Regions from separate parts of the Sus scrofa genome. Here region 1 is linked to region 2. A link is a contact called in public HiChIP or PLAC-seq data. All regions are on one chromosome and are shown on one strand. Each heading gives the region's core, a stretch centred on a gene start, on an enhancer-like site or on the middle of the called end of the contact. The rest is flanking DNA. Distances are from core to core; before and after follow the strand shown.

The links. HiChIP or PLAC-seq counts read pairs in DNA pulled down with a chosen protein or histone mark.
Region 1: a contact with region 2 is called in an H3K27ac HiChIP or PLAC-seq map of alveolar macrophages. The contact joins the enhancer-like site here to the promoter of FNTB in region 2. A contact is called at or near these places in 7 of 47 Hi-C or Micro-C datasets (embryonic fibroblasts, heart right ventricle, liver and 4 more) and 2 of 2 datasets of contacts at active chromatin or transcription factors (alveolar macrophages and skeletal muscle).

The regions. Positions count from the first base shown.
Region 1 is chr7:89,123,763-89,129,805 of Sscrofa11.1, forward strand. FNTB (farnesyltransferase, CAAX box, beta) reads left to right here. Exons shown (of 12, transcript NM_001244680.1): 11 at 1,167-1,281; 12 at 5,830-6,043. The coding sequence ends at 5,961. Among named protein-coding and RNA genes, the nearest start is that of MAX, 41 kb to the right of the region's middle. Within about 2 kb of position 2,444, at least 12 of the 83 cell types and tissues checked have an H3K27ac peak or open chromatin away from gene starts, as enhancers often do. A contact at or near this core is called in alveolar macrophages and skeletal muscle, where this site is marked.
Region 2 is chr7:89,050,716-89,056,413 of Sscrofa11.1, forward strand. It overlaps FNTB (farnesyltransferase, CAAX box, beta), which reads left to right and starts at 1,919. Exons shown (of 12, transcript NM_001244680.1): 1 at 1,919-2,111. The coding sequence starts at 1,968.

The DNA of each region.
Region 1 (6,043 bases), core at 1,194-3,693, 74 kb after region 2:
TCTCTGGGGAGGGAGGAAGGGGGAGGGATGAGCACCTCAGGCCTCCTCTGAGCCAGATGGGTGGGGTGTCCCTTTCCCTGCAGCTGTGTAGTGCGCCCGTGGCAGGGGAGGAAGCAGGCCAGGCGGGCAAGCGCACCCGCTCCCAGTACCATCCACCCTGGCCCCTCCAGTGCCCGCCTTGCCCCAGCTTCCTCGCACCCTCTCCAGTTAGGTAAACAGATCACTGGGTTGGTAGCTTTTCTTTCCTCTTTAAAAAAATTTTTTATTAGAGTATTGTTAATTTGCAGTGTTCCTTCAATTTCTGCTATACAGCATAAGCAACCCAGCCATACATATACATATATATATACACACTCTTTTTTTTTAATACTATCTTCCATCGTGTTCTAACCCGAGACTGTACACAGTTCCCTGTGCTGTACAGCAGGACCGCTTTACCCATCCGTTCTAAATGTAATAGTTTGCATCTGCAACCGCAAACTCCCATCCATCCCTTCTCTCCCCACAGCAAACACAAGTCCACCTTCTATGTCACGATCTGTTTCTGTTTTGTAGATAGATTCACTTGTGCCATATTTTAGATTTCACATGTAAGTGATACCATGTGGTATTTTTTATTTAACCAAACTGATTTAACTACAACAGGATATAGGATTTTAAAACTCCTGAGGGTCATAAACAGATTATAATCACAACTATTACAGGCTGCTCACCACACACACACACACACACACACACACACACACACACACACACACACACACACACCTCTGCTGCCAACACCATCCACGGGAAGGCCCACCTGAAGGCTGGTTCCCAGCGATTTATGAGGAATGACTTTGGCCCACTTCTAGACATTTTGGGGTTTTTTGTTTTGAGAAATATATTGATTTAGTACCAGCACTACCCTGGAGAGCGCCTTCCAGAAAACAAGTGAAGGGACTGACTCTAGGATGACAGTTCCTGGCGCCAGGAAGGGCAGAAGGATGGGGCTGTGCACACTGCTTCTGGCGAAGCCAGCTTGTTGGAGGCATGTGGAGGGTGGGATGGGAGTGTGAGCTCCCTGGGGCTCCTGTGTCTGAGCGGTGGCCTTGTTGTTGGGAGGCTCTGCTGGGGGTGGGCGGGGAGCAGAGGAGCACCTGCTCAGAGCTGCCCTGTCCTTGCAGGTCCCGAGACTTCTACCACACCTGCTACTGCCTGAGCGGCCTGTCCATAGCCCAGCACTTCGGCAGCGGAGCCATGCTGCACGACGTGGTCCTGGGTGTGCCGGAAAACGCCCTGGTAAGGAGGGTTGGGGCTTGCTGAACACTGCTGCTCTGCAGGGGTGCAGAATGGGCTGCCAAGAGAACTGGCTGTGCGCAGGTCCCACGGGCACAGGCTGGTGAGCTTGCTGTCTCCACCCTCCCTCCCTCTGTCTGAAGCCCATTCTCCTGAGGTTCCAAGGAGGGGGTCCACCGTGGGACAGAGTGTCTGTGCCCTTGTCCCAGAGTCCAGCACCCAGACCACGTGTCACAAGTTCCCCTCTCTGAGGAAGCTGACTAGGAGGCAGTGAGCTTAGCGTCTGCAGCCAGGTGGCTGGTTGTCTTCTGGAATCCTCAGCTTGCGGCCATCCCTCCAGAGAAGCCTTCTCAGACCACCTTCTGTAAATGAGACACTCTGCCAGAGCTTTGTCTATGCTCTTCAGAGCATTCAGCACAGTTTGTCACATGTGCGTTTAACTGGTTTGGTCCGCTTCCCTCTAAAACTGTCAGCCTCGTGCGGGTCGGCTGTTCACCACTGCATCCAGCCCCAGACCAGCCTGGCCACATGGGGTGCTCCTGAGTTAGTCATGAGCCTGAAAGGTGGCTTCGCTATGACTCTCCACAGACATCAGGTGATAGGGTCGGTGCAGACTCTCACGAAACATTCCAGCAGAAGAAACACAGTTGGCCAGTAGGTGGATGAAAAGATGCTCAAACTCACTAGTAATCGAGAAAATCAAAACGATCCTTCGGCTTTCACAAGTCTTAACATTTTTGCCTATTTGCCTCCTATGCAACCCCCTTCCATTCTTTTCCCTCCCTCCTTCCTCAGCATAACTCTGTCGTAAACTTGACATTTATCATGCCTGCAGATGTTTCTGTGCTGTTGCTACATAGGTATGTATCCACGAACAATAGAGTTGTTTTGTATGTTTGAAAACAGTATTTATTGCACCACTTAACAGTGCATCACTTTTCTCACTATTACACTTTTGAGGTTTATTTGTCTTCATATGCGGTGCTCCAGTTTACTCATCTTAACTACTGTATAGTATTCCCTTGCCTAAGTGTACCCCAGTTTCACTGGCTGGTCTTCTGTTGGTTAACATGGAGATGGTTTCAGATTGTGCTATTACACTGGTATTGCAGTGAACATTCTCGCGTTAGTTTCTCTGGGAGAGACACACCCTCATCTTCACTAACCGGCCCTGAACCACGCCCCTGTGTGCTTGGGTTGTTTTATGCTCACATGGCACCAAGATGAGTCATCCCATAGCCAGACTTTTCCTTTCTGCCAACTTGACAGATGTGAAATGGTGTCTTGGTTTTGTTTTGCATTTCCCGATTACCAGCAGGGCTGAGCATCTTTTCAAACGTTTTTTGGCCATTTGTATTATGTCTTCTGTGAAATGCCAGCCAGTTCCTATCCATTGCTCATTTTCTTATTTATAATTTTTTTTTCTTATATGTATGTTTGCAGGAGTTCTTTGTGTGTTCTTGATACTGTTTGTCAGCAGTGTGTGTGTGGTCAGTCTCTTCCTGTTGGTGACTTTGTTTCTAGTGTTTTTTTTTGTCGAATAGAAGACTTTAATGATAAAGTGAATAATTTTCTTTGCCTTTTTAGTTTTTGAGGGGCCTTTTTTTGGGGGGGAGGGGTTACTTAAATCTTTTCCCACCCGAGGTCATAAATATATTTTCTTTGAGACAGTTTAAAGTTTTGCTTTTCCCATCTAGTGCTTTAACTTTCTTGGAATTGATTTCCATCTGCAGTGAGGGGTGGATGTAATTTTATCATTTTCCTATTTGGATAACCAATTGACCAGCACCACTTACTGAAGTTTACAACCCCTCCTACTGATGAGTATCACATGTGTGTCACATACTCAAGTTTCTGTATGAGGTAACTCTGTTTCTGGACACTCTGTTCTGACAGTCTGTTTGTTATCTTCTGAGTCTTAAGCAAATCTTAAATGCATGTAGGCAAGTCCCACTCACCTTGTTCTTTCTCCTCAAGATTGCCTTGGCTCTTCTTTGCCTTTTGCATTTTAGGATTTCCTTGCATTTTAGGATCAGCTTATCAAGTTCCACAAAAAAAAAACAAACAAAAAAAAAACCTAATAGATTTTTTTTATTAGAATTGCATTGAATATAAGATTAATGGGAGAGAACTAACTTCTTTTCAATGTTAAGGCTTCCTATTTATTTATTTATTTTTGGCTGCACCTGCAGCATATGCAAGTTCCTGGACTGGGGATCGAATTTGAGCTGCAGCTGCGACCTACAGCACAGCCAGCAGATTGAGCTGCATTTACGACCTACACCACAACTCACAGCAACGCTGGATCCTTAACCCACTAGGCAAGGCCAGGGGTCAAACCTGCATCCTCATGGATCCTAGTTGGGTTCATCACCACTGGGCCACAACAGGAACTCCTTTCCATTTTATTTTGTAATTGGTTGTATATAGCTATTGATAATCATATTTTAATTTTGTATCCAGCCACCTTGCTGAATTCTCTTAATAGTTTTAATAGTTTGTCTCTAGAATCTCTTGGATTTCTTAAATTTAGAACATAGTATCATCTTTGGTTTTGCCTTTCCTCCTTGATTCTTAAGAACTTTCTTTTTCTTGCCTTGTAATGTTGGCTAAAACCCCAATGGTGTGCTGACTGGAGGTGGTAATAGGAAGTGTTCCTATCTTGCTTCTGATTTTAATGGGGAGGCTTCTGTAATTCCACCATGAATAGGATGCTTACTGTGATGTTTTCATAGGTATTTCATATCAGGTTAAGAATGTTCCCGTCTGTTCCTGGTTTGCTGGGGTTTTTCATTTGTTTCAGTCATAATCTAGTATTGAACTTTATTGAATGCTTTTTCTACATCTAGTTTTTCTCCTCTAATGTTCTATTTGGTTGATACATGTTCTGATGTTAACCTTACATATTAACCAGGACAAGCCCTTTAGAGTGAGTGTGTATGTGCTGGTTTAACACACTGCCTGCAGGATTCACTTTGCCAGTATTTTTATTTAGGATTTTTTGCATGTGTGTTCATCAGAAATATTGATCTAAAACTTTTTTTTTGTATTCTTTTCCAGTTTGTGTTTCACAATAATATAGCCTCATAAAATTAGATGGCCATCTTCTTCCCCTACTTGAAAATGTTTTTTAGTCTTTAGAAAAGTTTGTATAAGTTAATGATTATTGGTTCCCTGTAAGCTAACATTTGCTTGAGAAACCATGTAGGCCTGGTATTTTTTGGGTGGGGGTGGGGACAGAAATGCTGGTAGCAAAATAAACAGTTGTTGATTTAACCTATATAGGTTTTAAAATTTTTTTCTTGAATCAATTTTGAAAATTTATATTGCTCTATAAAACTATTTAGTTTACCTTTGTTCTGGCATGGATTTGCTCAAAGTATTTTCTTAACTTCAGTACTGGCCTAGGCTTGTGCCTTGTCTCACACTAAAGTTTTTTTGGGGAGGGGGTTCTGTGGGATAAATTAACTTATTGATGGCCTGACGCCTTTACTTAAGTGTAATAGGATCACGGTCCTTTTTCTTGATTATAAACACATATTTATTTTTTAAATAATTGGAGTACATATAAAACTAAAAGAAAATTAAAAACAATCATCACTGTTCCTATTTTGGCCTACATTCATTTTTTTTTTTTTGGCCTATTTCATATACATCATATCTACCAACACTTTATTTTTTGGCTGAATCTACGGCCGAAAAAGCCTCCCAAAATCATAAGTTTGGGGATAATATCACATACTGTCTTCCACACTTAATGTAAGTATTTGCCAATATCATTAAATATTTGAAAGGATGTCTTTTGTCAATTGCATCTTTGCAAATATTTTCGCCCAGTCCGTAGGTTTTCTTTTGTTTATGGTTTCCTTTGCTGTGCAAAAGCTTAAGTTTGATTAGGTCCCATTTGTTCATTTATGCTTTTATTTCCGTTGTTTTGGGAGACTGACCTAAGAAAACATTGGTAGGATTTATGTCAATGTTTTGCCTTCTCTTCTTGTTCTCTTCTTGGAGTTTTATGGTGTTCTGTTTTGTATTTAAGTCTTTAGGCCATTTTGAATTTATTTTTGTGTATGATGTATTCTAACTTCATTGATTTACATGCTGAAAGCATGTTTTTAATGGCTCTCTTCCTCTGTGTCCCATGTACTATAACATGTCTTACCAGTTCCCTGTTGTACAATAGGGCCTTGTGAGATAAATCTCCATGTGTATCTCTGATGATTCCTTATATTATATTCTTTTTGTTTTGTCTTTTTGTCTTTTTAGGGCTGCACCCTCAGCATATGGAGGTGCCCAGGCTAGGGGTCCAATTGGAGCTGTGGCCGCTGGCCTAACCACAGCAACGTGGAATCCAAGCCACAGTTCACGGCAACGCCAGATCCTTAACCCACTGAGTGAGGCCAGGGATTGAACCCGCGTCCTCATGAATGCTAGTTGGGTTTGTTAACCATTGAGCCACAACGGGATCTCCAATGTTATATTCTTGTAAGTGCATTAAATGGGCAAAGGCTGTGCACTGGAGTGATTAATTGGCATCTGTTCTCTTTGCAGCAGCCCACTCACCCTGTATACAATATTGGACCAGATAAGGTGATCCAAGCCACCATGCACTTTCTACAGAAGCCGGTCCCAGGCTTTGAGGAGCATGAGGATGAGGCAACAGCAGAGCCTGCCACTGACTAGAGGACACGAGGTCCCACGGGTCTGTGTTCACCCACCTCCCCAGTCAGACCAAGGTTTATACATTTCGATACACACTGCATTC
Region 2 (5,698 bases), core at 669-3,168:
TTCTCCCATTCCTCGAACCCCCACCCTGACTCTAAATATTTTAACCCCTTGATATAATTTTGGTGTAGTCCTTTTGATGTGGTCCCTGAAAGAGGTTCTCTTCTATTGCTTGTCCAAAGGTAGCAGGGTTTTCCTAAAAATCACAATTTCAACAATTTAATGGAGGCATATCTGATGATTAACCCCACTCAAAAGGAATTTCTTTTATTAGAACCCCTTCAGATTAAATATCAGATATATATATATATGTATATATATATATATATAATTTTTTTTTTTTGTCTTTCTTTTGTCTTTGTAGGGCCGCACCTGTGGCATATGGAAATTCCCTGGCTAGGGGTCCAGTTGGAGTTACAGCTGCCGGCCTACGCCACAGCCACAGCAGTGTAGGATCTGAGCCAAGCCGCGTCTGTGACCTACACCACAGCTCATGGCAATACTGGATCCTCAACCCACTGAGCAAGGCCAGGGATCAAACCCGCAACCTCATGGTTCCTAGTAAGATTCATTTCCGATGCGCCACGACGGGAACTCCCCAGTGGTGATTTTTTTTAATTTATTTTTTATTAGGGTACAGCTGATTTACAGTGTTGAGTCAATTTCTGCTGTATAGTGACCCAATCATATATCTCTAATAGATATATACTTTTTCATTCATATGTATTTCATATATATATATACACACATCCTTTTTATCATATTATTTTCCATTATTAAATATCAGAATTAATACAAACACACGAGTGTATTTGTGGAATATTCTCTCAAACTTGCTGTTCTTTCCTTTTATGAGGCTCTTCCCCAGGATGTTCACATGGATGGCTCCTTATCATCCTCCAGGTCACCGCTTACATGTTGCAGGGAGGCTTGGCCTCACCACCCAATCTAATTAGTCCCCTCCTCCTTTAATTTCTCTCATAGATCCTGTTGTTTTCCTTCATACAATTTATCACAAATCTTCATGTATTTATTGTGTTCATTCACTTAATTTTATCACTTCCACTAGACTGTAAGTTTCCCAAGGGCAAGGATCTTGTTTGTTCACTTTTATATTCCTGGAGCCTAGCACAGTTGCCTGACATGTAGTAGGTGCTCTATTAAAACTTGCTGAATGGGGAGTTCCCTTAGCGGCACAACAGAAACGAATTCCACTAGCATCCAAGAGGATGTGGGTTCAATCTCTGGCCTTGCTCAGTGGGTTAAGGATCTGGCATTGCCCTGAGCTGTGGTGTGGGTAGCCGACTCAGCTCGGATCCGGCGTTGCTGTAGCTGTGGTGCAGGTCGGCAGTGGTAGCTCAGATTCCACCCCTAGCCTGGGAACCTCCATACGCCTGCCTTCGGTGTAGCGCTAAAAAGAAAAAAAAAAAAAAATTGCTGAATAAATGAGTGAATACTTTCTTGGTTGTTTCACTTACACTTGTTCCTTCTACTGCATTTTATTTCCTGGTACTGCACTATCACCCTCAACGGGATAGGAGAGAATTACAGTGCCCCTTCCCTCCATCACTGAGTATTGAGATAGCATGTCCTTTTTGGAGAAGCTTCTGGCGTCTCCCGGACGGTTATCATGTACGCAAAGGCGCACAATAATTCTATTCCTAATAGCATGACTGAGGCAATCAGGAGAGCTGTCAGAAAGGCTTTTAAAGTTACAGTCATTGGGTTCTTGGGCACCCGAACTACCAACATAACAATTACGTGAGAATGAGCAGAATGTTGAAAGTGAAATTAAATTCCTTCCTCGCGCGCCAAGAAACAGAGCCTCTTGCAGCAGCTCCTCTGCCCAATGGGGGGCGGAAGCATCCCAGTGACTCACTCACTGGAGACGTGTAGGTGGCAAGAGCGATTCGCGTTCAAAATCTTTTGACTCTATCCGCTTCCCGTAGCGCCTTAGCCCGCTCGAGTTTCAATACGCGTTGTTGTTTGACGAAGCTGAGTCCTATACACCGCCCGCTGCTTTCCTGATCATGGCTTCTCCGAGTTCCTTCACCTACTATTGCCCTCCATCTTCCTCCCCTGTCTGGTCAGAGCCGCTGTACAGTCTGAGGCCCGAGCACGCGCGGGAGCGGTTGCAGGACGACTCAGTGGAAACAGTCACGTCCATTGAACAGGTGAGGTGGCTTGACTGGGCGAGGCGCCCGCGCGGGGGCTTCTGGGAGCGGGAGTGCTGTCCTCAGGGCAGCCCCGGCGTGGAACTCACCGGGGAACTACAGCTCCCACAGTGCACTGCGGCTCCTCCCCTCTGGAAAGCTCCGGGCGCCCAGGCTTGGGCAGGGTAGTGGAGTGTTTGTGGGGTCAGGTTGGGGAGGGGTCGTTGTCGAGGTTGGAGGTAGAGGACAGTTCCTGGGTCCCCTCTGCTTTAGGGAGCGGACAGAATGTTGTTCTGTGAAGGACTGAAGCAGCCCGAGCGGGTCGGACAGCCCACTCCATTCTGCCAGGCATTTGGAGGTTCTCGGATGGATAGTGCACTTTCCCCACTCAACGCATAGTTTTGGGACCTGGAGGGGGAAAAAAGTGGCCAGACTGCAGACATGCCATTCCATGGTCTTTTTAATTTCTGACCCACATTGCCATGTTTGAGGCCTGCCTCGTGGCTGGGCGTTTTAGTAGTCAGTCATTTGAGCACCAGCAATGTGTTGGACACAATGCTGAGCGCTGGAAATAGAAAGAAATAAAACAGACCCGATCGTGAGCATCCCACAGCCTGGTGAAGAAGACAAACAGGAAAACAATAAAGTTTGGAAAGTGCTGTAATAAGAGTATGAATTTTGGACTACTTGCCATTCACTGAGGCCTCGAAGTAGATGGAGCCTATCACTGAAACGTGTTTGGGGAGTGAGTAGTGAACTTTATTTTTGTTCCCCAGTGGAAATTGTTCCCAAGTTAGTTACTGTAGAAGTGCTTACCCATCTGTCTTTAGGGGAAGTGATCAGAAGGATTCTTTTTAGCACTAACAAATAAGCATCAGGCTGCTTCCTAAAATAAGACCTCATAGTTACATCAGTCTCCAGATTTAATCTTGGAGGGACCTGCTTTGATTTTTATACCTGAGATTGGAGGCCTCGATTTTGGCAAAATTAGTAATGATAATTATTATATTGTATAATTATGACTATGATAACAAAAACAAGGGCTTGAATATACACTTATGCACATAGTAGCAGAGGGAATATTTTAACTGGAGATTTAAGCTTCGTGGGTTTTAGGGTAGAAAGGAAACTTACCCTTTGATTCTAGTTTCCCAGGTTAGTTTGCCCACCAGTGTGTCCTTCCACAAAAGTCTTTTGCAAAAGATTGCAAAGAAATCTCCCATCAGTGAAAAGGCCACAGGGTCTTTGTGATATTCCTAAGTGATGGGTTGTTGAGTTGATTCAGTTCAAGCCTTTTTCTTTTTATCCTTCCTAAGACTATGGGATCACCTCTTATGTAGCTAACAGAATGGACCTAGCACATAAGGCTATGGATAGATAAGATGTTAGTGGAGAACAGGGAATCAGAAGTTGAGCTAATTTATAGAGCGGAACAGAAACTTCCATGATTAGAGGGGCAAGTCAAGAACGGGAGCATTACAAAGAGCTTTACGCATCTGCTCTTTTTTTTTTTTTTTTTTTACGTGCAGTACTTTTTTTGTTCTTTTTCCGTTGAATGCCCTTGGTTAGTTCCTGTCAGGGAAAGACTTATATTCTAAGTGCTTAGGTATAATAAGCCATGGAGAAAAGGATGCAACAAGGTGCTGGTCTGCAAAAGAGTTGCCCAAGGTCTGGGCCAGGTGTGGAAACTAGGTTCTGATATGGAACATTGGTGCTATAGGATGTCTTTCAAATCTAGGCCCAACTATGTGGTAGATGGTAGAGCATCTTGTGTTTCTTGTCCATATCATTATTCCAGCTCATATTTTAAAAGTCTAGGATAAACAGTTCCATATCATAGGAAGATAATATAGTATCTAATCCTCATGGCTGCCTCAGTGTTGTAATTATCATTATAGTCTCCATTTTTTGGGTTCCATACCCAGTAAATGCTCTCCATACATTGTATCATTCAATCCTTACACATTTTCCAGATGAGAAGACTGAGGCTTAGAGGAGTACTTGGTTTGTAGGTTAATGATGATATAATCATAAGAAAAAACAACCTTGCTAGGAGTTGTTTACAGAAGACACTGCCGTTATTCTTTTGGTTCTGACTGAAAATTCTTTTTCTTCTGAGGGATTTACCGACAGCTCAATTTTGTGCCATTGCCAGTTAAAAACAAATGCTTGTCATAGGCTTCCTGATTATCAGGATGCTATTCATTTGTTTAACAGTGATTTGGTAATAGTTAAACCTTTAAACAGTGGAAAGAGTCCTTAGCTCTTGGTTCTTCTGTTCCATTCACTCATTTGCATTCACCCAACAAATACTTGAGTGCTTTCTTTGTGCCAGGCACTGTTCTAGGCACTGGGCATAAGGGAGTGAACAAAAGAGGCCAAGTTGATGCCTTTATGAAGCTTTTGTTCTAGGCCAGGAAGGCAGTCAATTAAAAAAGGGGAAAAAAATCTAATCTGTCTGTCTGTCTGTCTGTCTGTCTATCTATCTATCTATCTATCTATCTATCTTAGTGTTAGAGCGGAGTGCTGTGGAGAAAAATAAAGATGCAATGTGCCAGGCATGGGTGGGGTGGGAGCAGGGGAGGTTTTGATATAAGGTGGTAAGGGAAGCCTCTGCTGATGTGATGTTTCAGCTGAGACCTGAAGCAGATGAGGAAACAAGACCTGTGTGGATCTGGGGGGAAAGCATTCCGGCAGACAAAGGACCTGAGGCAGGGGTGTGCCTGGTGGGTGGAGAGCCACTGTGAATTGTGAAGTTAGCAACCAGAATAGGAAATCAGGCTGGATCTTATTCTTTCAGATACTCTGATCGAGTTGGGAAGCCATCTGGCTGAGTGGCTTTCACTTATTCCCCCGGATGGATTCACTCCACCCCTCTTTTTTTTTTTTTCTTTTTTCTTTTTACGATCTCACCTGCAGCATATGGAAGTTCCCTGGCTGGGTATCAGTCAGAGCTGCAGCTGACAGCCTACATACACCACAGCCACAGCAACACTGAATCTGAGCTGCACCTGCGACCTCTGCCACAGCTTGCGACAATGCTGAATTCTTAACCCACTTTTGAGGCCAGGGATCGAACCTGCATCCTCACATAATCCTGACATTATGTCAGGTTCTTAACCTGCTGAGCCACAGTGGGCTTCCACTCCACCCTGCTCTGGAGATGTGCCCAGGAGGTGGACCTGCATTGACTGGCAATCTTGCTTTCTAGCTTCTGGTTGCCTTTGGCCTTGGGGAATATTGAGAGCGGAGAGAGGGGGAAGGATGAGATTCACATATGTATTCCCTTCCTGCAGGACTGTGGGCTCGAGTATCTCTAGACTTCAGGTCACATCTCCTATCAGGTGCCTTCTTCATGGAGCTGTCTCCTTGTCCACTCCTTCTCTTCACACCTTCATGTCTTGGAGGGGGTGAAGTACCCCTGTGTTGCTAACCCTGTGTTATTAACTTTCCTCAGATCACCCACTTTGCATCTGCCATATGTTTCCTACCAGGAGTCAAACCGATCCACGGCTGGAGGGTTTTGACACAATCTGTTGAGCTTAACAGGCACATTTATGTCACTGTGGAGAGTAGGTTGTGAGGAGGCCAGCGTGGGTGCAGGGAAA